Regions from separate parts of the Hordeum vulgare genome. Here region 1 is linked to region 2. A link is a contact called in public Hi-C data. All regions are on one chromosome and are shown on one strand. The core of a region is the stretch at or near the end of the contact, and the rest is flanking DNA. Distances in the headings are between cores, read along the strand shown. Region 1 holds the start of LOC123441817. Region 2 holds the start of LOC123440079 (fasciclin-like arabinogalactan protein 11).

What was found. A called contact is a pair of places that touch in the nucleus more often than the background predicts.
Region 1: a contact with region 2 is called in a Hi-C map of leaf, with 5 times the contacts expected there. The contact joins the promoter of LOC123441817 here to the promoter of LOC123440079 in region 2. A contact is called at or near these places in 3 of 6 Hi-C or Micro-C datasets (leaf and seedling).

The regions. Positions count from the first base shown.
Region 1 is chr3H:421,994,010-422,000,145 of MorexV3_pseudomolecules_assembly, forward strand. LOC123441817 reads left to right here and starts at 4,567. Exons shown (of 6, transcript XM_045118036.1): 1 at 4,567-6,072. The coding sequence starts at 4,567.
Region 2 is chr3H:421,183,102-421,189,764 of MorexV3_pseudomolecules_assembly, forward strand. LOC123440079 (fasciclin-like arabinogalactan protein 11) reads right to left here and starts at 1,779. Exons shown (of 1, transcript XM_045116664.1): 1 at 689-1,779. The coding sequence starts at 1,707. The coding sequence ends at 943.

The sequences.
Region 1 (6,136 bases), core at 3,317-5,816, 810 kb after region 2:
GATGATCAACACACAAAGTGTATAAGATGTACCGAGAGGGATCAAGTGATCCCATGGTATGGTAAACATTGTCCATAACGCTTTTGTGTACTAACACATGGTCCTCGTGAGAGTTCTATGTGGGATTAGGTGTGTCTCCATGGGTTTGCGTCAAGAGGAAGATCTCATTCAACCTATGAAGGATGACATCAAGTGGTGATCGTCATCAAGATTGCGGTGTGCAAGTTCAAGTGGATCATCACAAAGATATCATGCTTTAAGCTTGTCATTCATTGTGGTGGCAATGGACTTGTGAATATGTGCTTAAGAGTGGCTCACCCATAGTGAGTATGGGGGAGAAATCAACTAGTCTTCGTCAAACCAAGACAATCAAGAAAGGTGGTCCATCTTGAGGAAGCCAAGATCATCATCATCTAGCTCAAGAGGACTAGGTGCAAGGTATAGGTTTGCCCTTTATAGGTTTTCTATTTTAGGATAGATTGTCGTACTGTCAAGGGGGGGTCTCAAGTGAGTAGCTTGATCCTGTCGTTCGTTGAGAGCTCAGACCATTTGCATCCTTGCATCATATTTCTTGGTTCTTGTTTGGTGTTTCTCTTTGTGAGTTTTAGAGCTTATGGTCATCTTCATGATAAGCTCGAGTTCATCGAAAACGGAGTCCATATGCATCTTCTTTGATGTTTTCGATGTTGGAAGTTTTTGTTGGTTCTTCATTCATAGACATCTCACTTCTCTATATCATTGGCATTTTCTAACTGCATGTTCTTAAGATTTTATGTCGCTGTTGGATAGCTCTTATCGTTGTGAATTCAACAAGCTTGAGTTTGCTCGATTCGGAGTTCGTATGCGAAAGTTAGAGCAGTTTCAGTATCCAGCGGTAGTACCGTCCGTGGAGCGGTAGTAATTTTTTACTACCGCTCCCTCGGACGTTCTGGGAGCGGTAGTACCGCTCCGGACAGCGGTAGTACCGCCCCAGTCGGGCTGTGAGTGGGGGTAACGGTTGGATTCATTCCCCCACTATATAAAGGAGGTCTTCTTCCCCATTGGACCTTATCTATTCGTTGAGCTCATGTTCTTCCCCCATTGTTGACCTTCTTAGAGCTTGCTAACTCTCAATCCCTCCAATGATTCTTGCTAGTTCTTGAGGGAAAAGAGAGAGGAGATCTAGATCCACATCTCCACCAATCACTTTCTCTTCTATGTGAGGGGAACCCCTTGGATCTTGATCTTGGAGTTCTTTGTGAGCTCCTTTTTCTTCCTCTCATATTTGTCCATAACTTTTGTTGTTGTGGAGGGATTTGAGTGTGAGGGACTTGACCACTTCGTTTGTTCTTGTCATTGCATTAGTTGCATCGGTTTGAGTTCTCCATGGTGATACGTGAAAGTGAGAAGTTGAGAAGCTTATTACCCTTGGGTACTTGGTACCCCTAGAAGCTTAGTGGTGCCTCGGAGCTCAATCATTATGGTGTAAAGCTCCGGGCAAGCGTCGGGGTCTCCAATTAAGTTGTGGAGATTACCCCGAGCATTTGTGGTCACCTTGAAGCCATATGACATTGTGGTGAAGCTTCGTGGTGTTGTTGAGAGCCTCCAATTAAGTTGTGGAGATTGCCCCAACCTTGTTTGTACGGGTTCGGTGACCGCCCTCAAGGGTCCCGTAGTGAAATCACGACATCTTGCATTGTGCGAGGGCGTGAGGAGATTACAGTGGCCTTAGTGGCATCTTGGGGAGTATTGTGCCTCCACACCGCTCCAAACGAAGATTAACATCCGTAAGGGTGTGAACTTCGGGATACATCGTCGTCTCTGTGTGTCTCGGTTATCTCTTACCTGAACCCTTTACTTATGCATTTACCTTGTAATAGCCATATTGTTTCTTGTCATATATCTTGTTATCACTTAGTTGTTTATCTTGCTTAGCATAAGTTGTTGGTGCTCATAGGTGAGCCTAGTTGTTTTAGGTTTTGTGCTTGACAAAATAAACGTTAGTTTTATTCCGCATTTGTTCAAGTCTAAACCATAATTATTTTAAATCGCCTATTCACCCCCGCCCTCTAGGCGACATCCACGTCCTTTCAGAGAGCGAGTTCAAAGCACTACGAAAACCCACCGCGCCTGCGTGTCATCGAAAGAGACGCTATGGAGCGAAAATCTAGACAACATGCAAAAGCTCAACTAGACCTATTACAACAATAGTCGACCACCAGTTCAACAAAAAGGACAAAGTAACCCACCCTCACAATGTTGTAATTGTTATTTCAAATGAACAAAATCTGTGTTTAAAAAGAGAATCGGAGGGGTCCCGAACAAACCGATAGATCTGAAATTATAGCCATTGAAAATATAGCTGTTATAAAAGCAATCATTCAGAACAATAATAGTTGGGATTGTAGCCGTTGAAATTATAACTGGATTGGTAGTTATTAGACATTATAATTTTTTTCTAAGTCCCAAACTTTTTGTCTTAGATTTTTCTAGATATGAATAGAGGTAATACAATAGAAAGAATATAGAGAATACAACATGACCTATTTTGCTAGAGAATTTAAAACTTTTTAAATAATACTCTCCCTGTCCCATAATGTAGGACTTTTTGAAACTAGTGTAGTGTGAAAAAAAGTTTTACAAGATGAGCGAGTACAATACTATATCAAATTTAAACTGTCGTACTTCATCCGTTCCTAAATATAAGTCTTTTTAGAAAGCCATTACTGACTACATATGAAACAAAATGAATGAGTATATATTCTAAAACATGTCTATATACATCTGTATGTAATCCATAGTGAAATCTTTAAAAAGACTTATATTAAAAAAAGGAGTGTTATCCTTGGGCCGACGGATCACGAGCCGTCAGATCCCGTATAATCTTGCGGACATGCATGGTCCTTTACTTTCGCAACAAAAGTCTTGCTCCAGAAACTCTTTTAACAAAAGTTTTGTTACATAAATTTTTGCAACAAAGGTTGTGTTGCTTATTTTTATCAGCACATATCATGTTAATTTTTTTTTTCTAGCAAAGATTCCATTACAAAAATATGTGTAGATTTTTTTTGCAAGAGAGATCATGCTACGGAAAATTTATGCAACAAAGATCATGCTACAAACACTCAAAAGTATCATGTTACAGAAAATATTGCTATGACGGCATGTGCGGCGCAGCATGCCCCACAGGGGATGGCGCAGTCCAGCATCTTAAGTGGGTCAATGGGACACACGTCGATCAAACGGGTCAATGTCTCCCACTCCTACTCTTCCGGGTCGCTGGCGCTCCTTCCCATCAAGCCGGAGCCGTTGGAAACACCGCTAGGACGGCGCACGCGCAACGCGCCCTCACCATCAATGAGGGCGGCGTCCCTTCTCCTCCGGCTTCCTCCTCCCGCCTCGTCAAGCCGAAGACCGAGCCGAGGTTCCTCCCCGTCAAGTAGGGGCACCTCGACATGGCCGCCTTCGACGAGATTGCGCTCAAATGGGCGCGGGACGACTACGTCCAGGAGGAGATGGAGCGCCATCGACGGCCTTTGAGGAGATCGCCGCTCGACGCCGTGGCCGCGAGGAGGGCAACATCATCCTCGACGACAGCGATGAGGAGGCATCTGTGCCGTCCAAACCCGTCTGCCACGGCAACCCAGGGCACGGGTGCAGTAAGGACGGCGGCGGAGTGCAGGACAACGACGACGACTACACCAACTTGTACAAGCTTCTCGGCTGTAGAAGGTTCAAGACGACAACGAGGTAGTAGTAGTTTTTAATTTCCGTTTTAAATATGTTTTAGTTTAGTTTGTGCAAATATCAATGAATACGCTGAATCTGACCGAATTTGTGTCGTGCTTGGTCCATTTTTTAGCCGAATTTGATTTAAAAAAAGCGATTGAGGCGACTTTGAGGGTCCGATTGGAAATCCGACACCCACACCGATTTTTTCGTCGGCGTGCCCCTCACATGTCGCTATTTCAAAGGGAAACGTTTCTGGCCGGTGCGCCGGTCGAACCGTTCGGCCGGCCGCACGCGACCATGCGCGCCCGCTGACTTGGCATGCAACATTTTTTCGTTTAAATTGTTGCAACCAGCGTCATATTTGCTGCAAGTGTTATTTTTTTGCTACACTTGTCCAGTAAAAAAACTACATATACGTTTGGTTGCAACTTCAGTTCGTCGAATTTTTCGTTACAATCGATGTTTTTTTACTTTTGCTACAACCGTGTTAATTTTTGTTATAACCGGCATCAGTTTTTGTTGCAACCGTTCATTAAAAAAGTTGCATACACGTCACGTAAATATTTATTACAACCGGCGTTTGATTTTTGCTACCACGCACCATCAACTTTGTTTTTTTGCTATGATCATGTAGATTTTTTTGCTACAAATTTTATTTTTGTTGCAACCGTTAAAAAAATTATTGCATCGCATCAAAATTTTGCTGCATCAAAAAAAAAATATTGCATAAAGATCCAACGATGCGGACGCGTGGGGTGATGGATCGTGCGGCGCTTTCGCCCGTCGCGCCGGCGCACAACACTGCCTTATTTCAAACCGGTGGGGGGCGATCGAGTGGGGATGCTCTTAGCCGCAATGGCCGATCAGCCGAGGAAAACATGGGGCCCACCTATCAGTAACTGTAAATCGGTGCCTGAGACTGACATCAGTTGCCCTCCCCGTAACCCTCCCCCTCGACTGGACGCGCCGCCGCACCCACACCCACAGCCGTCTGGACTCTGGAGGCTGAGCGAGCGAGACCCCCAAAACCCTCGCTTAGCACGCGGACTGGGATCGCCCCCCCCCCCCTCGATGCCGAAGCGGCGGCGCGGCGTTGCCGCCTCACCCCGCTGTCGGAAGAAGCAGAAACGCCTCGACGCCATTTGCGACGTCGCGCCGACGCCTCCCCCGGGCGGCGGCGGCGGCGAGGATTCCGACCCGGAGTCCGTCCGCCGGAGCACGCGGGCACGCCGCGCGCCCGTCACGCTCGACACCTCGCCGGCTCCCTCGCCCCGCCGCATGAGGCCCCGCCGCGGCGGGGGCGTGGCCGGGTCCAGTGGGAGCCCGCGGAGGGGGGGCAAGGGAAGGGCACGGGGCCAGGCTGTTGCCCGAGTAGTGGACGGCGAGGAGGATGAGGAGGACGGCGGGGGAAATGCGGCTTGGCGCTCGCGGCTGCGAGATAGGGCTAAGGGGAAGGCCGGCGCGGGGCGGCGAGTGAGGACCCTGTGGGTTGAAGACGAAGACGAAGATGAAGAGGAGGGGGCCAAGGAAGAGGGGGGCGAGGAGAGCGGAGGTTTGTCATCGCGTGGGATGGAAGTCACAGAGGGGGAGATCAATTTAACCATCGATGTTAGTGTAGAAACTCACGATGCTGCTGAGGGTGTCACTGTAGTCGAAGAAGAAGACGAGGAAAAAGGAGTAGGGGAGGAAGATGATGAGTATGAGGAGGAGGAAGAAGCAACCGGTGCAGGAACTGATCTAGACGAAGGCAACATGGAGGAAGTGGGGGACGAGGATAGTTTGCAAGAGGAAGAGAAAACCAAAGAGTTGGATTCACCTGTACTAGAAGGAGAAAATGGTGATGAGAATGCTGATGAGGTTGAGTTCGGCGATTTAGGGGAGAATGAACAGCTCGATGTGCACCATGGGCAGATTGCAGAAGCGAGCAACCTTCCTGATGAGCAGCAAATGGAACTTGATGGTCATGGTCCTGATGAGCAAGTGGAAGAGGTCCAGCAGGATGGACAGATGGATGATGCCCCAAATATAGTGTTGTCTGAGGACGCTCTGAACGAGAGAGTCGGGAAATCTCTAGTGTCAGATGAAAAACGAGGAGTTGTAGATGTTAAAGAAGGAAGGAGGTGTGGGCTATGTGGAGGAGGGACTGATGGGAGGCCACCCAAGATTGCACTGCATGATACTGCTGACAGCGAGAATGAAGCCTATGAGGGTGCTATGCCTTCAGAGGAGCCCAACTATGATATATGGGATGGGTTCAGTGACGATCCTGGATGGCTTGGAAGGTTACTGGGTCCAATACATGATAGATTTGGGATTGCCCGTGTCTGGGTTCATCAGAATTGTGCAGTTTGGAGTCCCGAGGTCAGTTCCTGCAATGCATTTCAAAATTCTTATGTGCTATTTGAATGTGTATGTTGAGTTACTA
Region 2 (6,663 bases), core at 529-3,028:
TAATTCTTTACATGCTATAGCGTGCTATAAGCAATGCTATAACGCGCTTTTTTTTTCAGTGATCATGAGTACTACTATGGTAACGAAGCTACCAGCAATGTTACGCTCTTTGCCAACAGAGTTACTGGGCTACAAGCTAATAGTTCTCGTCTGGATCTGAGCAACCTCCGTCTCCGATGGTAACGCGATGTAAGCGACGGGCCATCCTATCACATCTCTGATGTTGATCTGAAGAACCTAGTCGGCTGTGAAGTAAGATGAAGGTTTCCAGACTAAACATTTTCACCCGAAGCAAAATAGAATGTGTTGCATTGCTGCTGCTCCATGCCCGCAGATACGGCGTATACTCGTACAATACAGTACCACTATGCAATAGAATGGACTCACTCATCACCACGCGCTCGTGCATTGGCCCGTCCCTGCTTCGCCACTCTGTTCCACACTTGCACCAACTCCATGATTACCCATCGTTTGATAAATCCAAAACCGAACACTAGACGTGTACTACCATCCCATTTTGACCAGAGAACACGTCCAAATCAAAGAGGCAGCCATTATCTTATCCTGGTTTAGTACCAGCTCTGATCATTAGCAGCTCAACTAATAACGTGAGCAAAGCACCGACAGACGACAGTCTTTTCGCGGGCACACACCCAAATCGCAAATGGACCATGTCTTTCAATCGCACTAGCAGGAACCCAAAATGTACTGCGTCGTTACGAACATTCTGGCCTCAAACACATAAATTCAATCACATAACCCGATCTCAACAAACCGCCAAGAAGGCAAGAACAAGAATGGAAGAAAGGAATTTGAACAGGGTGGAAGGAAGGAAAGAAACACCACCGGCACGTGGAAGGCAAGAAAACCCGTCAAGTGTATGCACATTGATTGATGGCCATGGCGTCCTGGTCGTCGTGCGATCATCCCAAGCTACCCAGCTCACAAGAGGTAGCCAAGAAGAGCAGCCATGCCGGCCACGCCCCAACCGACGGCCCTGGCGCCGGCGGCGCCCGTGGGAGCGGCGTCGTCGGCTGACCCGGCCGGCCCGGAGGCGGCCTCACCCTTCTTGGTCTTGTCCCCCTTGGAGGCGGTGGGCGCGGGCGCCGGAGCCTTGGCCCCGAACATCTCTGCGGGCAGGAGCACCTTGTCGACCGAGTAGACGGCGAGCGGCTTGACTGCGCTGAGCGCGTTGTTGACGGCGACCTCGACGACGCCGGTGGAGACGTTGACCTGGTTGTTGCCGGTGGCGATGATGTTGAGCGTGATTGGGTCCTTCTTGCCGGAGGCCTGGGTGCGGACGGGGTTGCTGGCCGTCTGGAAGGACTCCATGGAGTAGTACTGGGGCAGGATGTGTCCCTGGACCAGCGACACCTGCTCCTGCTGGCTGAGGCTGTTGAGCGTGCCGGGCTTGAGGTTGTTGAAGGCGTTGTCGGTGGGCGCGAACACGGTGTAGCCGTTGCCGTTGAAGGAGTTGTTGAGCTGGCTGTTGAGCTGCGTGTCCTGCTGCGTCTCCTTCATCAGCCGGATGAAGGTCGTGTACTGCCCGCCCTTCACCAGGATGGCCGTCACGTTCGGCGGGCCGGCCGGCGTCGCCGAGGGGCCCGGGGCCTGCGCCTGCGACACGGCCACCAGGGCCAAGAGCGCCGCCGCGACGACGACAATGCCGCTCCTCGCTGCCATTGCTTGTGTGGCTCTGGCTGGCATTGCTCTCAAGTCTGAACAACGGAGGTTGCAGCTGAGGAGAGAGCGGTGGTGTGTGTAGTGCGTGTTGTCGGTACAGGGTGCTGGTGTTGGCTGATATAGGGAGGCCGACGTGGGGTGGGGTTAGGGGTGACCGGCTGGAGATGAGCTGGTCTGACGGTGCGTACCCATCGGTGGTTGCCGATGAGGGTTATGTTATTCTCTGCGCGTGGAATGGCGGGAATGTGCGCTACGACACGATGCTGGGCGACGCAATGAAGTGAGCCGCGGTGCAGTCAGTTCTCGAGAACTGTCACCGTTCGATTGCGATGATTTAATGGTAGTACGCGGAGCACACGAGAATCTTGCGCAGCCAACGGCCGTGCAGAACTAGTTGTGCGCGCGCATGTGCCATCAATTTCGATTAGAAGGCCGTGGGTAATGAAAAGTCTGTAGCAGGTGAGGAAAGAATTAACACTCCGTGGGTGATAAAAAGTCTGTGGCAACCCCGCCACACCGATGCCAAAACTTGACGAAGTCGTCTCTTCCAACGGAGTAAATTGTCAAAAACTACCACATTTGACGCAAATGTGTCCGGTGGCTATCACTTTACAATTATTAACGAAAAACTACTAAAAATTTGTTAATCCGTTGTTAAAAACTATCGATCTTTTTAACACCTCTCATCTTGTTAAAAACTATTCGTCTCTTCCAACGCTACAACCGGGATTCACCTCGCTTGTCTTCCGTCACCGTTTCACACCTCTCATCGATCCGCCGCAAAGGTAATATTTTCTTGTACAATATTCATTATGCTCCACAAGTATTTGGTGAAATGTCGTGTTATTTTTATTCTCTTCTTCTTTGAATTAGTGAATGTGGATATATGAGCTAATTTTTTTTAATATTGCATTTTTTTATACTTTTTGAAAAATAATGCACCGATTCAAAAAATTTGAAAAATAAGCCTGCCTCGGCCACTGCGAAGCCAATTGGACGCTGCCGGCTTTGGTGCGCCCGATAGGAAGCAGTCGGCCGGGCCTAGGCCGATTAGTGGCTCTCGGCCACGTGGGAGCCGACTAGTGGCCAGGCCACTGCGTGTCGGCCTGGGGGAAGTCGATAAGGCTATCGGCCTAGGCGTGGCCAACTAGTGGCCACGAGCCAGCCCGAGCCAGCCCCTTCCCCCCTCTCCTTGTTCCTCCTTCCTCTTTCTTCCTTCTCCCTTCTCCCATTCTACCTTATCTCCTTTCTCTCTTTCTTCTCCTTCGTTCTCCCCCCGCACAATTTTTTTTCCATTTCCACGTTTTGAACAGTACTTTTATTGTGTAAGGAGGAGGGCATCCAAACTATCCGTCTCACTCGCGATGGAATTTTTTATTTTCAACGTTAGCTATTTTCCCGACTCCATTTCCCGCCCATATTCCCCCAATCGGCCACGCCATCTCGTTCTCTCCTCCGTTGCCGCCAATATTTCCACGTCTCCATTCCCGCCAAATTTTTCGCACCACCCTTTCCCGCTAAATTTTGCCCGTTTCTTTTCCCGCCACCTTTCCCGCCACCTTTTTACCCTCTTATTTCCCACCAAATCTTTCCCGCCTCATTTCCCTCCTCGTTTTCCCGCCATCTTCCTGGTCATCTAAGTCTATAAAAGGAGGCATTGGACTGCCTTCCTCCATCATCCAGCCTCAAAGGGACTTGTGAATCTTATTTCATGTATTTCGGGAATCTTACTTTGTTTGTAAGATGATCCAGGCTTACTTTGTTTGTAAGATTCACAAGTCCCTTTGAGGCTTGATGATGGAGGAAGGCAGTCCAATGCCTCCTTTTATAGACTTAGATGACCAGGAAGATGGCGGGAAAACGAGGAGGGAAATGAGGCGGGAAAGATTTGGCGGGAAATAAGAGGGTAAAAAGTTGGTGGGAAAATAAACGGGCACAATTTGGCAGGAAAGGTGGTGCGAAAAATTTGGCGGGAATGGAGACGTGGAAATATTGGCGGCAACGGAGGAGGGAACGAAATGGCGTGGCCGATTGGGGGAATATGGGCGGGAAATGGAGTCGGGAAAATAGCTAACGTTGAAAATAAAAAATTCCATCGCGAGTGAGACGGATAGTTTGGATGCCCTCCTCCTTAGACAATAAAAGTACGGTTCAAAACGTGGAAATGGAAGATTTTTTGTGTGGGGGGGGGAAGGAAGGAGGAGAAAGAGAGAAAGGAGATAAGGTAGAATGGGAGAAGGGAGAAGGAAGAAAGAGGAAGGAGGAAGAAGGAGAGGGGGAAGGGGCTGCCTCGGGCTGGCTAGTGACCACTAGTCGGCCACGCCTAGGCCGATAGCCTTATCGGCTTCGCCAGGGCCGACAGGCAGAGCCGACAGGGCAATCGACGTGGCCTGGCCACTAGTCGGCCGCCACGTGGCCGAGAGCCACTAATCGGCCGGGCCTAGGCCGACTAGCACTAGAGCCGACAGCCTCCAATCGGCTTCGAAGTGGCCGAGGCAGGCTTATTTTTGAAAAATTTCGAATCGGTGCATTATTTTTGAAAAAGAATAAAAAAATGCAATATTAAAAAAATTTAGCGATATATGAAGTACATATACAAACACTATGTTAAATCATGAGACGGCTCGTTCGACGAGGAGGATTACATGGATGAGACGATGATGCAAGCGGTCATTGCAGACATGGAGCGTGCGGAAGACCATGTTCTCAATGTCAAGGAAGCGATCAAGGCGACAACTGCTCCTCCGATGAAGTGCATGAAAATATCTGAGATTGAGTTAGATTAGCGTGAATGTTGCGGATCACTGCATCAGATAAGTGTCATGTGTTCTTGTTTTGGCGGCCTGTGAGCCTGCCTACTTCCATTCTACTACAACTTTAGTGCACTTAGTTTCCTTTAATACTCTTATGTTAGTTTCCCTTCGAACTGTTGTAATAAGATGTTTGAACTACTTTGGTTTCATATTCATATCGAGCCAGGGAGAGCCTCCCTATTTATCTTTAAAAAATCAACTGTCATCGAGCGCTGCACCAACTCCCTTTGAAAGGACATGGATATCGTCAAGAGGGGATGAATAGGCACTTTAAAATAATTATGATTTAGGCTTGAACAAATGGGGAATAGAACTAATGTTTAATTAGTCAAGCACAAAACATAAAACAATTAGGCTCACCTATGTTCACCAATAACTTGTGTTAAGCAAGATAAAGAACTAAGTGATAGTAAGATATATAACAAGAAATGATATGGCTATCACCAAGTAAAGTGCATGAGTAAAGGACTCGGGTAAGAGATAACTGAGACACGCGAAGACGATGATGTATCATGAAGTTCACACCCTTGCGGATGCTAATCTCCATTTGAAGCGATGTGGAGGCACAATGCTCCCAAGAAGCCACTAGGGCCACCATAATCTCCTCACGCCCTCGCACAATGCAACATGTCGTGATTCCACTAGTGGTGTCTTTTGAAGGTGGCGACCGAAACCTTTACAAACAAGGTTGGTGCAATCTGCACAACTTAATTGGAGGCTCTCAATACCACCACAAAGCTTCACCACAATAGATTGTGGCTCCGGGGTGCAAATTGTTCGGGGAAATTGAAACGTCTCCAACGTATCTATAAATTTTAATTGTTCCATGCTATAATGTTATAATTTCAGGATACTTTTTGGGTGTTAATTTAACAATTAATATTATTTTAGCACTAATCTATTAACGTAGTGCCCGGTGTGAGTTGTTGTTTTCTGCATGTTTTTGGCTTTTCAAGTTTATAGTACCAAACAAAGTATAATTGCCACGAGACTTTTTGATGATTTTTTCTGTACCAAAAGAATACATGGAAGCTTTGGGAGAAGATCGAAGGCTACACGCGAGAGCCAGCACACAACAAGCACGTCCAGGGGTGGCCGCACCTGTTGGGGAACGTTGCATGGGAAACAAAAAAATTCCTACGCACACGAAGACCTATCATGGTGATGTTCCTCTATGAGAGGGATATCGGATCCACATAACCTTGTAGATCGCTAAGCGGGAATCGTTAAGAAACGTGGTTGATGTAGTGGTACAACTTCGTGATTCAAAACTCCGTCGTCCCACGATCCGTCCCGATCTAGTACAGAACGGACGGCACCTCCGCGTTCAGCACACGTACAGCTCGATGACGATCTCCGCCTTCTTGATCCAGCAAGAGAGACTGGGAAGTAGATGAGTTCTCCGACAGCGTGACGGCGCGCCGCTGATGGTGATGATCTATTCCTGCAGGGCTCCGCCCGAACTCCGCAGAAATCCGATCTAGAAGAAGAACTACGAGGTATAAGTTTGAGTTGCACGTGGCAAAGTTGTGTCTCAAAAACCCTAAAACCTCTAGTATATATAGGAGGAGGGGAGGGGCTAGCCTTGGGGCTCAAGGAAGCCCCTAGGGCGCCAACTGAAGTGGAGAGGAGGACTCCAACTCCAATTCAGTTTGGGAAGGAGGAGTCCTCCTCTTCCTTCCCACCTCCCTCCTTTTTTTTATTTTTTTGGTTTTCTTTCCTAGAGCCATAGCCCACTTGGGTTGGCCTCACCAGCACACTAAAGGTTGGTGCGCCATCCTAGGACTATTGGACTCACTCCTGCGTGGGTGGGCCCCTCCCGGTGAAAACCTGGAACCCATTCGTCACTCCAGGTACACTACCGGTAATGCCTGAAATCTTTCCGGTGACCAAATGAAACCATCTTATATATAAATATTTGTTTCCGGACCATTCCGGAAACCCTCGTGATGTCTGTGATCTCATCTGGGACTCCGAACAAAACTTCAGTCACCAACACATATAACTCAATTATACCGAAACGTCACCAAACCTTAAGTGTGCAGACCCTGCGGGTTCGAGAACTATGCAGACATGATCTTGAGAACTCTCTGGTCAATAACCAACACCGGGACCTAGATGTCCATATTGGCTCCTACATATTCTACGAAGATCTCTATCGGTTGAA